Regions from separate parts of the Ovis aries genome. Here region 1 is linked to region 2. The links are chromatin contacts, called in public Hi-C maps. All regions are on one chromosome and are shown on one strand. The core of a region is the stretch at or near the end of the contact, and the rest is flanking DNA. Distances in the headings are between cores, read along the strand shown.

The links. Hi-C and Micro-C count contacts between places; a contact is called where the count stands out from the background.
Region 1: a contact with region 2 is called in a Hi-C map of liver, with 7 times the contacts expected there. The contact joins the enhancer-like site here to the promoter of CEP63 in region 2. A contact is called at or near these places in 11 of 16 Hi-C or Micro-C datasets (blood, hypothalamus, liver and 6 more).

Annotation. Positions count from the first base shown.
Region 1 is chr1:255,662,928-255,669,917 of ARS-UI_Ramb_v3.0, forward strand. No RefSeq gene overlaps it. Among named protein-coding and RNA genes, the nearest start is that of TRNAS-GGA, 34 kb to the left of the region's middle. Within about 2 kb of position 1,749, at least 41 of the 54 cell types and tissues checked have an H3K27ac peak or open chromatin away from gene starts, as enhancers often do. A contact at or near this core is called in hypothalamus, liver, muscle and 1 more, where this site is marked.
Region 2 is chr1:255,493,846-255,500,373 of ARS-UI_Ramb_v3.0, forward strand. It overlaps CEP63 (centrosomal protein 63), which reads right to left and starts at 3,689. Exons shown (of 14, transcript XM_060395599.1): 1 at 3,406-3,689; 2 at 375-412. The coding sequence starts at 403. ANAPC13 (anaphase promoting complex subunit 13) reads left to right here and starts at 3,066. Exons shown (of 3, transcript XM_060395619.1): 1 at 3,066-3,514; 2 at 4,794-4,924. The coding sequence starts at 4,826.

The sequences.
Region 1 (6,990 bases), core at 499-2,998, 170 kb after region 2:
AGGGCACTGAAAACCAACCAGTATTAACTGAGTACCTACTAGGTACTAGGTGCCATCTAGACCCTTTGTGGGCTTTATCTCACAATACTCCAAAGCATCATGTTGAATCCTCACAGGCCCACTACTGTGCCTTCTGTAAAACGGGGGCTCCATAAACCAACCAATGTCATGGGTTCAACTGAGGTGGAACCCGGATCCTTGTTGTGACTCAGCTGGTGGTCTGGCAGCCACTGATGGGTAGGCAGGCTCAGGGGGCTGTTTGGATCACATGCTTTTCCTTCAGGGGTTTCCCCGGTGGCTCAGAGGTGAAGAATCCACCTGCAATGCAAGAGATGCAGGTTTGATGCCTGGATCTGGAAGATTCCCTGGAGGACATGGTAATCCACTCCAGTATTTTTGCTGGGAGAATCCCATGGACAGAGGAGTCAGGTGGGCTGTGGTCCATGGGGTCACAAAGAGTCAGACGTGACTGAAGCAACTAAGTAGGCATGCTCTTCCTTAAACCCTCTGAACACAAGGCTCCCTCTTTCACCCATCTTTTGGGCTAACTCCTATTGACCTCTCAGGTCACTTGGCAGCTTCCTCCTGGAAGCCTTCCAAGATCTCCCAATCTGGGTTATTCTTTTATGTTTCCCAACACCCTTGGCTTTGTCCCTCTCTGGGTGTTTCAGCAACTGTCTCTAGAATCTGAATGTCAGCTCCTAAAGGACAGGAGGTGCCTTGTTCACCTCTGTGCCCCCAGAATTTAGCTCAGGGACTGTCACAGCTCAGTAAATATTTGGTGAATGAATTAAATACGTCAGTTCAGTTCAGTCGCTCAGTCGTGTTCGACTCTGCGACTCCATGAACCACAGCATGCCAGGCCTCCCTGTCCATCACCAACTCCCAGAGTTCACCCAAACCCATGTCCATCGAGCTGGTAATGCCATCCAAACATCTCATCCTCTGTGGTCCCCTTCTCCTCCTGCCCTCAATCTTTCCCAGCATCAGGGTCTTTTCCAATGAGTCAGCTCTTCGCATCAGGTGGCCAAAGTATTGGAGTTTCAGCTTCAACATCAGTCTTTCCAATGAACACCCAGGACTGATCTCCTTTAGGATGGACTGGATGGATTTCCTTGCGTCCAAGGGATTCTCAAGAGTCTTCTCCAACACCACAGTTCAAAAGCATCAATTCTTCGGTGCTCAGCTTTCTTCATAGTCCACCTCTTCCTTTATAGTCCAACATGACCACTGGAAAAATAGCCTTGACTCTTGGATATTTAGTCCCTTCCTGGCTTGTCAAAGAGCACCTGATCCCAAACTGGATCTTCTGCTTTTCCCTTCCCCTCTTCAAGCCTTACCAGCCACAGTGTGCCCTAAAGTTGGCAAATCTAGGGTCTGAACTCTGTCCCTTGAGGCTGGTGGATTCCATCGTCCCTTCCACCCCTTCCCCTGACTTCTCCATGCCACAGTGGACTACATCGGGTTTCCCTTCTTTTCTAAACCACATCTGCTCTCGAAGCACGCTACCCTGGGACTGGTGTTGAGTCCCCGATGGTCTGGCAGCCGTCAGTACCCTATCCTCCAGCCGGACGTGCTACAGGTTCTGGGGGGTGGCAGAGAGGGGGCCCTCCCGCGGAGCCGCTGCCAGGCGTTCTCCAACGGGAGGGGACCGAACTTCTGCGTTCAGGGCGCGCAGTGTACACCCTGTTCACATTCCTAAGCAGACCGGAATGCGGACGCGGGACAAGCCAAGGGCCGCATTCCTCGGGTTGGGCGGGAGCACGGCCCGGGCCCCGCCCCGCCAGCCCCGGCCCCGCCCCCAGGCCCTGCCTGCTGGACCCTGGACCACAGCCTGAGAGGGCGTCCCCTGGCGGTGCCGGCGGCCAGAGGCGGGACCCGCGGCTCTGCCCTCTATTCCGGGCCCCCTGCCCGTCCTCCCCGCCTCCTCCCGGGTTCTCTGGGCCTGAACCCAGCCCGCCCTTTGGATCTTAGAATCCCCTCCTTTATCTTCCCCGGGAAGCTGCCTGCTTCCGGAAACTGATTAGGACTCCAAAGCGCTTATTGGTTTTTGTTATGTGCTGCCAGTCAAATCAGAAAAAAAGGAATGGCTCCCCAGGCCTTCACAAAATCCTAACTCCAGGGTGGCTTCCTCTCCTGGCTTCCCATCCTGTCCCCAGGGAGCCCGTCTTGACCTGCCTCTGATGGGTGCCTCTGTGGGAATTTCCCACCCTCGTGCGCGGTCTCCTCCCAGCTGGCCCAACTGGCACCATCAGGGCCAGAGACCAAGATGAATGGCCTCGCCCCTGCCGAGTCACCTCCCACTGCTCCACTGAGGGCTTGGGGAAAGAAAATGTGGCCCTAAGTCGAAAGCTGTGAGAAAATGGGCCTGAGTCTGTAGGTCTGTACCTTGGCCTCTACTGGAAAAAGCACCACTGCCTCAGAGGAAGGATCCCTGGGAGCCGAGGCCCCAAGAAAGTGGAAAGCCACTGGGCTGAGGGTTTCCACGATGGTGTAGAAACACAACACACACACAAACTGCACTAACCTCAAAACACCACTGAAACAGGTTAGCAAAAAAGGGCTTGTACCCAGAACCAGGACTGGGCTATACATGTTTAAGTCACCCTCCAGGGTCTTGAAGAAGAGGAGCTGTTTACTCACTCCTGCGTGAGGGGACAGGCAGCTTGTTTCCTCAGATACCTGGTCAATGGAATGGTGGACACTGCCAGGAAGGCGTGGGCTCACACCCCACTTTCTCAGCTTGTTGCCGGTATCCTTCCTAGTGGGAAAGAAGCTGTGCCCTCACGTTGCTTGCATATGGAAATTTGCATGTTTATCAGCCCATTACCGGTTAGGCACTCACCCTGTGGTTAAAGTGACATCTGAGCAGCCAGTAATGAAAGAAAGCATGCCTGGAACTTGCATTGCTCACCGTCAGAGAGGGTTGTGAATGTTGCCAGGAAAGATGGGAAAGCAGAAACCAAACTCTCATTGGCCAACACCTCAGCTGTAAGAAAGGGCAGGGCAGCAGGGGCACTGGATTGGAGCTTGGCCTTGATTGCTAGCTTACCTTGACCTTGACAGCTGGCTTACCTTGCTCAGTTGTTTTCTCAGCCTCTCAAGGGAGGAAAACACTGTGGTCCCTTTGTCCCTGGCCAGGAGGGAGGCCCAGAGTGGTAGACAAGGTGGCTGGTGGCCCTGCAGCTCTGGTTTGAGATGGCAGCCCTAGCTCCAGGTCTGCCTCTTCCCCCGACACAGAAAATGGACATTCCAGCCTGTCACAACACCCCAGTGGTTCCTTGAATGGCAGTGCCAGAGCTCTGTCTCGGTGGAGTGTGAGGAGCTTGAAGTATTCATGAAGGACGCAGAAGACCCAGTGATGAGTCTATTCACTTCACACACTGACTCAGGACCTACCCCAGGAGACTTACCGTCCACTGGGGGAGAGCGATGTCAATCCGGCCAGTACAGTGCAATGTGACGAGCAGCAAGGCAGAGGAAGGCTGGGCAGAGCATGGGCAGGAGGGTCTTCTTTGTGGGAGTGGGAGGTAGAAGGGGTGGATGGTGGGGAGGTGAAGGGGTTGGAAGGAGACTCTGCCAGAAGAGGGAGCTCTAATTCTTGCCTCTACTCTAGACTCAGTATTGTGAGGCCATCATGCGTTGTGCTACATTTTGCTAATGAATCTCCATGCACTTTGCTGATCACGTGGTTAGATCGGCCAGACTTTAAAGCTTGAGTTCTGAGGTCACTTTCTAAAGATGAGTGACTTTCTATTCCCCTCTGAACCTGTAATGGGATGTGGTTTTAAGACTGAATTTGCCCCCAGAATTTTCTGCTTCCCATGGAGTTACTTGAAGCCAGCATCCCCTTCACTGATGTGTGGACCGTCATCTCACTCCCTTCCACCCTGCGAATTTAATGTGTGCAGCAGAACTGGGCAGCTCCCATCCTGTACACTTAGGTGAGTGACTGACCTCCTCTGAGCCTCATTCCACTCCACCCGTGGGCTTAAAATCAACAGAAGGCTACCAGGTCCTACCTATCCCATATTGAGAAAAGTGAATTCAGATCATAAGTCCTTTGGAAAACTACAGTTTTTGAAAATTTTATTATGGGGAGTAAAGTTTTTAAAATATGAGTGTGCTTTAGAATCATCAGTTGGTGGGAGTGGGGATGAGGGTATATTTTAAACGTTTTTTTTTTTCAGCCCACTCACAGATTCTGAGTCAGGAGGCCTCAGGTGGGACACTGGATCTGCATGTTTCCAAATCATCCTAAAGAGTCCTGATGCCATCAGTCCTTGAACTGCACTTGGCTGCGCTGGGTCTTAGCTGTGGCGCATGGGCTTGGTTTCTCCACAGCATGTGGGATCTTAGTTCTCTGACCAGAGATCGAACCCATATTCTCTGCATTGCAAGGCAGATTCTTAACCACTGGACCACCAGGGAAGTTCCTGGACTGCACTCGGATAAGAACTGATACCGGTGACCATGCATCGCAGTGAGTCCACTTAGAATGAACTCTCCCTATGTCAAGATTTGGACAAATCCCTTGATATTTTTGTAATCTTATGCCTTGGAAAGGAAGTGCATGTGGACTGGGACTGAGGGGGAAGCCTCTCCACTGTGCACAGTGTCCCAGAAAGTAGGCCTACTCCAGTGAGCCCAGAAGAGGGTCACCCACAGAAGGCTCCCCTTTCCCCTTCCCCCTCCTTCTGTTACAGGAATTGGGCACTCGCAAAGCAGACCAAGAACAAACAAAACCTACCTGATTTGAAATGCCTCAGCAGGAATCTGAACCAAACCCCAAAGTGTCATCATTCCAATCACTGGTCTTAAGCAATGTCAGTAACAGTCTTCACAAAACCCAATGCTTATCCCTTTGGTCCACAGTGAACTCTGAGAACTGTGAGGCCAGGAATGTGGCACTATTGGCAAGTGGCACACACCGGGGATCTCTAGGCTCTTTTGATCTGGTCCTCAGCTTCCAAACGTGCTTTTGCTTGCACCCTTGATATGCCATATGTCTGTACTCCCATCCCTAATACTAGTGACATCAAGGCCCAGGTATGTTTGCTCTTATAGCAGAGCTCCCTATAAATATTAATAGATATCATTTCAAATGGTTTTGACAGGTCTGGGTTTGGGAGAATGATGTTTTGTCAGACCTGAATGGTTTGTCCTTGTTTTTATGTCATATACATCTAAGAGCTCATACAAGGAGTTGAGTGACAGCTCAATCATTTCTCTTTCTCTGGGTCACTTGTACAGGTATTATTTGTGTTACCTCCAGACTCTGGTTTCTTTGTAGGGAATTATTAAAAGCTACTTGTCCATACTGTAAAGACTTTGGGTAAAGTACATAATACACTCTATAAGTTCAGCCTAACAGGGACACATAACCTCTGTCACACATGCTTTGCTGACACAGGGCTATTTGACATCCATCCAAGTGAGAGAGCCACTACCAATTTGGATATCAAATGTTAGTGAAACTACATTCTTTCTTTTAGATTAAAAGGATAAATAAATACATAAACTAGTGTTTTCTCCCTGGACCTCCAACAGATCACCGTGCATACCCCAATTTGGAGACCAGGGGTCTAACTGTGGATTCTCCCACCCCAGGGGCCCACATCTCTGAAAGCCAACCTTCCTCTCTCTGAAAGGGAACCTGACACTAGCCACACCCCTCGAAACCACTGGCAAGAAATTGCAAGGACGGTGGAGCCTGGTGGGCTGCCGTCTATGGGGTCGCACAGGGTCAGACACGACTGAAGCGACTTAGCAGCAGCAGCAGCAGCAGGGGCATCACGTTCTCCAGTTCAGACATCTGCTGTACCATCCGCAATGGTTAACCTCCACGTCGCTCCCTTTGTCTACCTGGGTTGCGTGCAGCCTGAAGGCTGTGCTGAGGGCTAGTCTTCTAGAGTCTGGGGGACGCCCTTGGGTTCACAAGTCGAAGCCAGGTGTGTGTTCTATTGAGGACAAACTGGGTGAGTCCGGAACTGCGGCCGGGTTCCTGACGGGAGCACGGGGAAACAGCGGCCCCTGGTGGTTGGGACACGAGTGCCTCAGAACCTCAGCATACCTCCTGCTGTAACGCTTGCTGAACCTCGGCTCTGGTGTTCAAGTATTGTGGTGTAGTTAATTGCAGACACGAGCAGGGAAGACCTGGCTCCCTCTCTGTGCTCCTCTGTGTGATCCCAGGCAAATTAACTTCTCTGAGTATTGGAGTTGTTGCTAGGAGTAAATGAGATGCTGAGTGAAAAGTAGGGGAAAATACTGAGCACATAGGAAGAATCGTGCTGTAATATCATTAATTGATGTGAATGCCTCTAGACATTTAAAAACACTTAGAAAATATCTCTGGGGGAAGCCTGGAGGGAGATGGGAAACCATGAGCAGGAACTCTTGTGTTTCTATGCTAAGAGACACAGATGAGCAGTGACTGTTCTGGGCAGTGATGGTGAGCATCGGTCTCTGTGTGTGTGTGTGTTTGTGCAAGCCCAGCTGCAGTAGAAAGGCAGAGAGCTCTGGAAGATGCTCAGGGTTCCTTCCTGGGGGGAGCAGTGCTGACAACGGGGAAGGCAGTGTCAGTTATTCCTCTAATCACACTGTAAGCTCAGCTCTGAGAGAGGATGAGGATTATTGAGTAACACAGCAGTTACTTATTGATCACTTAGTATGTGCTGGGCAAGGTTATCAAAATGAGCCAGGACACAGGACGAGACACAGGACACTTTCAGACAGAGATCAGGGCCAAACAACAGGGATGTTAGTGGGTTAGTCTAGACTGGTGGTCTGGGGACTAATGACTGCATTCCCTGCAGCCATCAGGACAGAATCTTGTAAAGTGCACAAAGCCAGACCAGGCAGAGTAAAGACTTCTCTGCTCAGGTGCCCTGCCAGAAGTGTGTCACCGCCCAGCATTTTTGGAAAGTGCTGGGGCCTGCACAGTCCAGATGAAGCCGGGGGAAATTCTGAGGTACAGTCTTTCAATTACCC
Region 2 (6,528 bases), core at 2,439-4,938:
TGGTTCTTGTTTTTAAAATGTATCTATTTCCTAACTTTGGCTACTATAAATCCTAAAACCAATGACCAACCTAGTAGCAAGAGGACCTCTAGCACCCAGACTTCTCTCTCAAATCACCTCAAGGAACCAGGGCTTCTTGGTGGCCAGAAATGTATAAGTGAGCCAGGAATATGTTTTAAAAGAAAATAAGGAAACTCTCAAAGACTACCACTGGTCATATCAAAGTGGACAGGAGCCAACTTTAAACAGGCTGCCACTTGCCAACAACTTAAGTATGCAAAAAAAAAGAGACTGCAATAGGTTGAGACAGTTAAAATATATTCAAATCTATAAGTTCATGATGATTAAAAAAAAAAGAAAATCCTCATGGTTACCTTTGAAGGTTGCTAGGCCACCAACTCATTACTGTGCTCTGAAAATAGAGGGAAAGAATTAAGCATTTTTCTTGCCTTTCCTATACAAACTGTATTTCAAATAGCTGGTGGGGTTATCAAACAGCTGGTGAGTTAAAAAGTTCTTCATAAAAAATTTCCAGCTAATAAATACTAAGGAATGATGGAATCAGAAAATCACTATATTGCAGCCCCTAATGCAATGGATATAAGCAATTTAAATCCATGAAAGGATCTCACCATTAAGTGAATGGTTCATGGATAATTTCATGATGAATGGATTGGGCTGACAATACCTGAACCCACACTGCTCAATCTTAACATTAAGAAAGAGAGAAACTCAGAAATAACATGCCTCACTTAAGTATTTTGCACCAACAATGAAATCTTCCTCTGCTTCCTCCCCCAAAAAAGTCAAGGTTGAATCTGATCAAGCTTCTAGATCAGTGCTGTTCAACAGAATTATATGCAATTATGAAGACACTTTATATATGCAGCATTTGAAGAGTAGCTATTTGGCATATGTGACTATCAGACACTTGAAATGTGGCCAATGCAACTAGAAAACTGAAGTTTTTAGTTTTATTTAATTTTAATTCATTTAAATAGCCACAGGTGGCTGACACCTACTATATGGGCTGTGCAAATCTAGATCTCACTACCAGTTTATTCCCTTTAAAGGAAATAAAGGGAACAGGTGTACAAGTTAAAAGATGGCATCTGGATGCAGTGAACTAAATCTAGAATGTTAAGGGAAAAAGGGGAGGTAACAAAATTGTAACATTAAATAAGACTGAGGGACTTCCCTGGAGGTCCAGTGGTTAAGACTCTGCCTTCTAGTGCAGTGGGTCGCTGGTTCCACCCCTGGTCAGAGAGCTAAACTCCCACATACCAAGTGGCCAAAAAACCAAAATATAAAACAGAAGCAATATTGTAATAAATAAAAGACTTTTAAAATGATCTTCATCAAAACCAACCAAAAAAATCTTAGCAACACATAGATCTCTATGGGATTTTAATCCAAACAAGCTGATTTTAAAAACACATGTATGATAAAAAATAAAAATAAAAACACATGTATGGGACAGGTGGGAAAATCTGAACCCAGACTGAATACTGACAATGTTGTTCAGTCGCTAAGTCATATCCAACTCTTTCCAACCCCATGGACTACAGCACGCTAGGTTTCCCTATCCTTCACTATCTCCTGGAGTTTGCTCAAACTTATGTCCAATGAGTCAGTGATGCCATCCAACCATCTCATCCTCTTCCACTGCCCCTTTCTCTTCCTGCCCTCAATCTTTCCCAGCATCAGTCTATAGGATTTTTACTAATTTTCATAGATGTGATGACAAAACTGGTTTTGTAAAGCTGAAAACACAATCTGAGTTCTTAAAGAAAAATATTTAAAGTAACACAGAAACCAAAAATTCAATTCCTGAAACCCAGGTCAGTGTCGGTTTTAGCTGAATTTCAAACAAGCTTCCTAAAAGGAGGAAGCTCTAATAAAGTTGACTAGTGATGCTATTACCGTCCAATACCACTACTACCTTAACTGAGAACGGGAAGGGCCAAAGTTGTTCTACCTTTTAACGGGAGACAAGTGGCATCAATACAATTAATACATACAACAACTACAATAACTGTTAAAACCTGAATCTATAATGTTTATCAATATCTAGCCCGTTTTAATTTCAGTTGTTCTTACTATACTGATCACTGATGATATAGTCAAAAGGCAAGAAGCTCGATAAAAAGCTAATAATACTACATTTCAAATAAGAAAATACATACCCTTTATTATATCATTAAGCTACAGCTATGATCAGTATAGAAAAATTTGAAGGTAACATGTAGTTAATGATCCTTATGGTTTCCTCTTCGTATCTAGAAAATAGTTAAATGCAAGCATGTGGGGAACTGTAAAACTACAGGGCACAAATCCTACAGTACTGTTTTATTAAAGGAAGGAAAAAAATGTTAACACTGGTTTAAGGAACCGTTTGTAAGCCTTAAGGAAAACTACTCTGCGCAATACGCATGCTTTAACTAGACGCTGTAAATGAACACGAGTCGCTGACAGCAAGCTCACTTTTACTCTCTGATGTTGTAAAAACTACATTATGAGCCTAGGTTTACTGCTTCCAAATATGTTCATGATTATAGTGCTTTATGGGCCCATCCCTTTTTTTCTCTCACTTTATTTCGCATCCCTGATTTCTATGGAGCAATAAGTTCAGGGTTCCCCAAATTCTGTCCTTCATGATTTCTGCCACATTACCATACCTCTGGAACTAACATTATGGTTTTTAAGTCAATTATTTTTAAAAACTTGCTAAATTTCCCACCCATAAATGAACCACTATCACCTGCCGTCAGCAACCTAAGCCTCAACAAGGCTAGGAAGGATGCTAGCCAAATGAGGCAGCCCAGGCGGGAGGGCTGGGCCGGGGGTACCTCCCCAGAAGTGGCAGCCTGACTCGCTGCCGACTCCGCTGGGAGAAGCGGAGCAGCTCGCCCACCCCGCCGCCCTCCCGCCGGCCGGCCTCAGGGGAAGGGCTGACCACCTGGCTAGCCCGGACTGCGCGCCGTGGGAGGCCATATCTTGCTTCGCGGGTCTGCGAAGCGTTTGCGGCGAGGAGGGGCGGGGCGCCGGGGCGGAGCCGGGCCGGCGGAGGCGAGCCTGGAGGCCAGCGGGCGGCTGAGGAAGTCGGCCCCCGGCCATTCGGCCGCTCAGTCTGCGGCCCCACTGCAGCCAGGGCGGCCTCCGGCTCCGGACACCGGCACCCGTCGCCTGTTGGACTTTCACACATGCGGTTACAGGCCTGCCACGAGCGCGCCCCCGAATCTTCCCGCCGTTACCTCCGGACGGGGGCGCGCACGCGCGTCACCGCCAACCTGACGTCCAGTCACGGTCTTCGGAACATTCGTTCCGCCTACTGCTCCCTGACTTTTAATTGAAGCAACGTCCTCCTTGACCCCCCCCCCCCTCCGCCCCGCCAAATGGGCTCACCGACTTCCGGGGATCGGAGAGCAGGGCGCCTCGGCCACATGACCGCTGGGGGCGTGGTTCTGGCTGTGCTGGGCCAGTGCTGGTAAAGGTTTCCCGCGCCCTAGCTTAGGTAGTGTAGGAGAAGCGCATGTTCGGGTTTCGGCCGATCCTATCGGCAGAGGTCGTTGCCCTCACCTCACCCTGATAACTACCTCCCTTACCGCTCGTCGGGAGGGTAGAAAAGGACTTACACGAAGGCCCTGGACTTCCCCCGCTTCCGCATTTGGTAGAGCCCGCCTTGGGCCGGAAGCCGAGGTTATGGGGCGGGATCCCACGCCTGTACGGACGGTGGTGGCCCGAGAGGGTCATATTTAGCGGGGGGGAAAGGGCATTCCAGGTTTGCTCTTTTAACTGCAAGTTTACCGATCTCTAAAACAGAGGTGAATAAAACTGCCCCTGTCCCGAAGAAACGCACGCACCGCTTGTCTGGGAAGACCCTGTAACGGGCAATGTAACAAGCCCCTGATGGGGCCCATTCACTGCGCCCCGGGAAATATGGAACCTGCGGAGGGGCGGATATCGCGTTCTTCTTGGAGCTTAGAGAAAGCTTCCTGCAGGAGGCAACCTGGGAGCTAAGTTGTTTAGAGTGACTGGGGGTTAGCTGAGGAAAAAAGGAAGAAGACAGAGCATTCCAAGCTTTGGGACAGTCACGTGTGTAAGATTTTGTTCAGGAAAGTGGTAACAGTTAATTATGGGGACTGGCAAGTGCCTGGGACGCTGGCTGTGACCTGGTCATTGCCCGCCTTGTACTTTCCACGCTTCCAGCCCCTGAAGAGTGACGGCACCTTAGCGCCTAACTCTGGAAATGAGATGTTAGCCCCGATGAGCTGACACTCAACTTTGAGTTTGGAAGGAAAAATAGGTGTTCGTGATGGGGCAGAGAGACCTTTTTAGGTGCAAAGGCTGGAAAGTGTGACAAGTTAGATATATTCTAAAGAAGAATAGGTGAAAAACTATTTGAGGCCAAATTGAGGGAAAACATGCTGAATCATTAATAAAAAATTTACGCACAGCAATTGAAAACAATAATGCTTGAACCATCAGTCATAAAGCCAACTTAACTTGCCTAGTGAATCATAAAAACAAGGAACCATTCAAGGGCAGAATGCATGCTGACGCTGAGTGATCCGAGAAAACTTTACCAAAAAATGGAATCTGTGTGTGACTAGGAAGATCAGCTGGGAGGTACTGTGATGTTATAAAGAAACTGTAATCTAATCCAGGTGAGATGAGTCTCCCTGGATGATCCAATGCCAAAACCCACACTAGAAAGCCTAGAGAACCCTAGTGGCTGGATTACATCATCTTTTCATTCTTCATGTTTAAGAAATAACCTCTTTGGTTTACAGGTCCCATCCGACAAGATCAAAGCTGCAAGAGAATGGACAGTGAGGTACAGAGAGATGGAAGGATCTTGGATTTGATTGACGATGCTTGGCGAGAAGATAAGCTGCCTTATGAGGATGTTGCAATACCACTGGTAGGCTGAAATGTGTGCTGAGGGTGATGGGTTAAAGGTCTGATCTGGTAGACCCTAGTAGGTGTAGGTTATCAATGGACAAATAAATTAAAGTCAAAGAAATCAAAACTATGGAGTCCTCTGACTCTAGAAACCTCTGGAGAGTATTTAGCTCAACTTTGTATTTGAAGAGAAATGTGGTTCAGATTGCTGAGGTGACTAGCTCAATTAGAGGTCATATGAGAACTAGAACTGAGGCCCTCTGAGCCATGTTCTGTCCACCACACCAAAGGGAGTAAAGAATTTAATGCACACCATGAGGAGGAACAGGAAGCAGTGGTATATGCACTTAATTTCTCTACCTGTGGCCTGTCATTTTTAGAAACTCACAGTTTTGGAACACATATCTATTCTAGGTTCCCTGGAAAATATTCAGAAGAGACCTGGCTTTTCTTCTTTTACATTTAGATCATCAAGCTCTTTTCTTTCCTAATCTCTGGAAAATTATTCTGCAGGGAGTTTGTTAAGCCTCACGTCATAAGATCTAAACGTTTTACTCGAATAAATGCTTACTAAAAATTCTGTCATAGAATTTTTGTCATAGAAGCCTAACAAGAAGAATAAGGATTGTTTTTCTGTAGAGCCTGCCAAGAGTTGTTGATTAAATAGAATTTGCAAGCAGGTGGTCTGCTGTGGCCATACATGTTTTCATTTAAGAATAAGAGGTAATGTGTTCAAGGAATAATACACGTAACAGATAATAAATGACAGCTTAGTTCAAGTTTAGAAAAATAATCAAAAGAGCATAATAAGAATTATAGCTCCACTTTCATTGAATACCTGTTTTGTGCCATGGGCTGAGGTTGAAACCTGACTTATTTTATCTATATCCTTAAAAGAACCTTCAGGGGTGATGATGATGTCCCCACTGTACAGGAAGAAAATAGGATCAAAGAGGAGATCTTGCCCAAAGGTTGGTAGCTAATAAGCTAGACTTCACACTGAGGTCTGTGAGGCTCCAGATCCTGTCCTGTGGACTTTTGTTGGTTCTTTCATTCCACAAGCAGTTCTTTGAAGCCTATTGTGTGCCTTAAGACTAGGTAAACATAAGGATGTTTCCTGCCCCTCTGAATCTAGAAAGGCAACATACATCAAAAAATAATTGTAATAGTAAATGTTCTGAGTGGAGGTCATGAACAGCTATGTAGTCTAAAAAGTGACTGCTTGCCTGGTGGGCATTAGAAAGGGCTTCAAGAGGAAAATCACATTTAAGCTGGTCAGAGGGTAGGAACAGAGGGTTAGTGAGGGTAGACAAGCAGTGGGAACAGATGTGCAAAAGTTTTGAATGGCTTTGGGAGATGCTAAGGTATTCAGTGTGGATGGAGAATATAACTGTTTTAAGTACGAAGAAAAAATGGTCTTGGGCCTTATTTTGAGAGGAGCATTTGATACCAAGCTTACCCCTCATCCTGAGGAGTGAGAATCCTCAAAGTAGAGATGTGCTATGTTCGAAAATACTAGAAGAGCAGTTCAGCAGCATCATTAGAGAATGTCTGCCAAGGAGAAAGGCGCCGGTGACAGGGCAGAGAGGCCAGTTAGGAAGCTAAGGCAGTGTCTAGACAAAG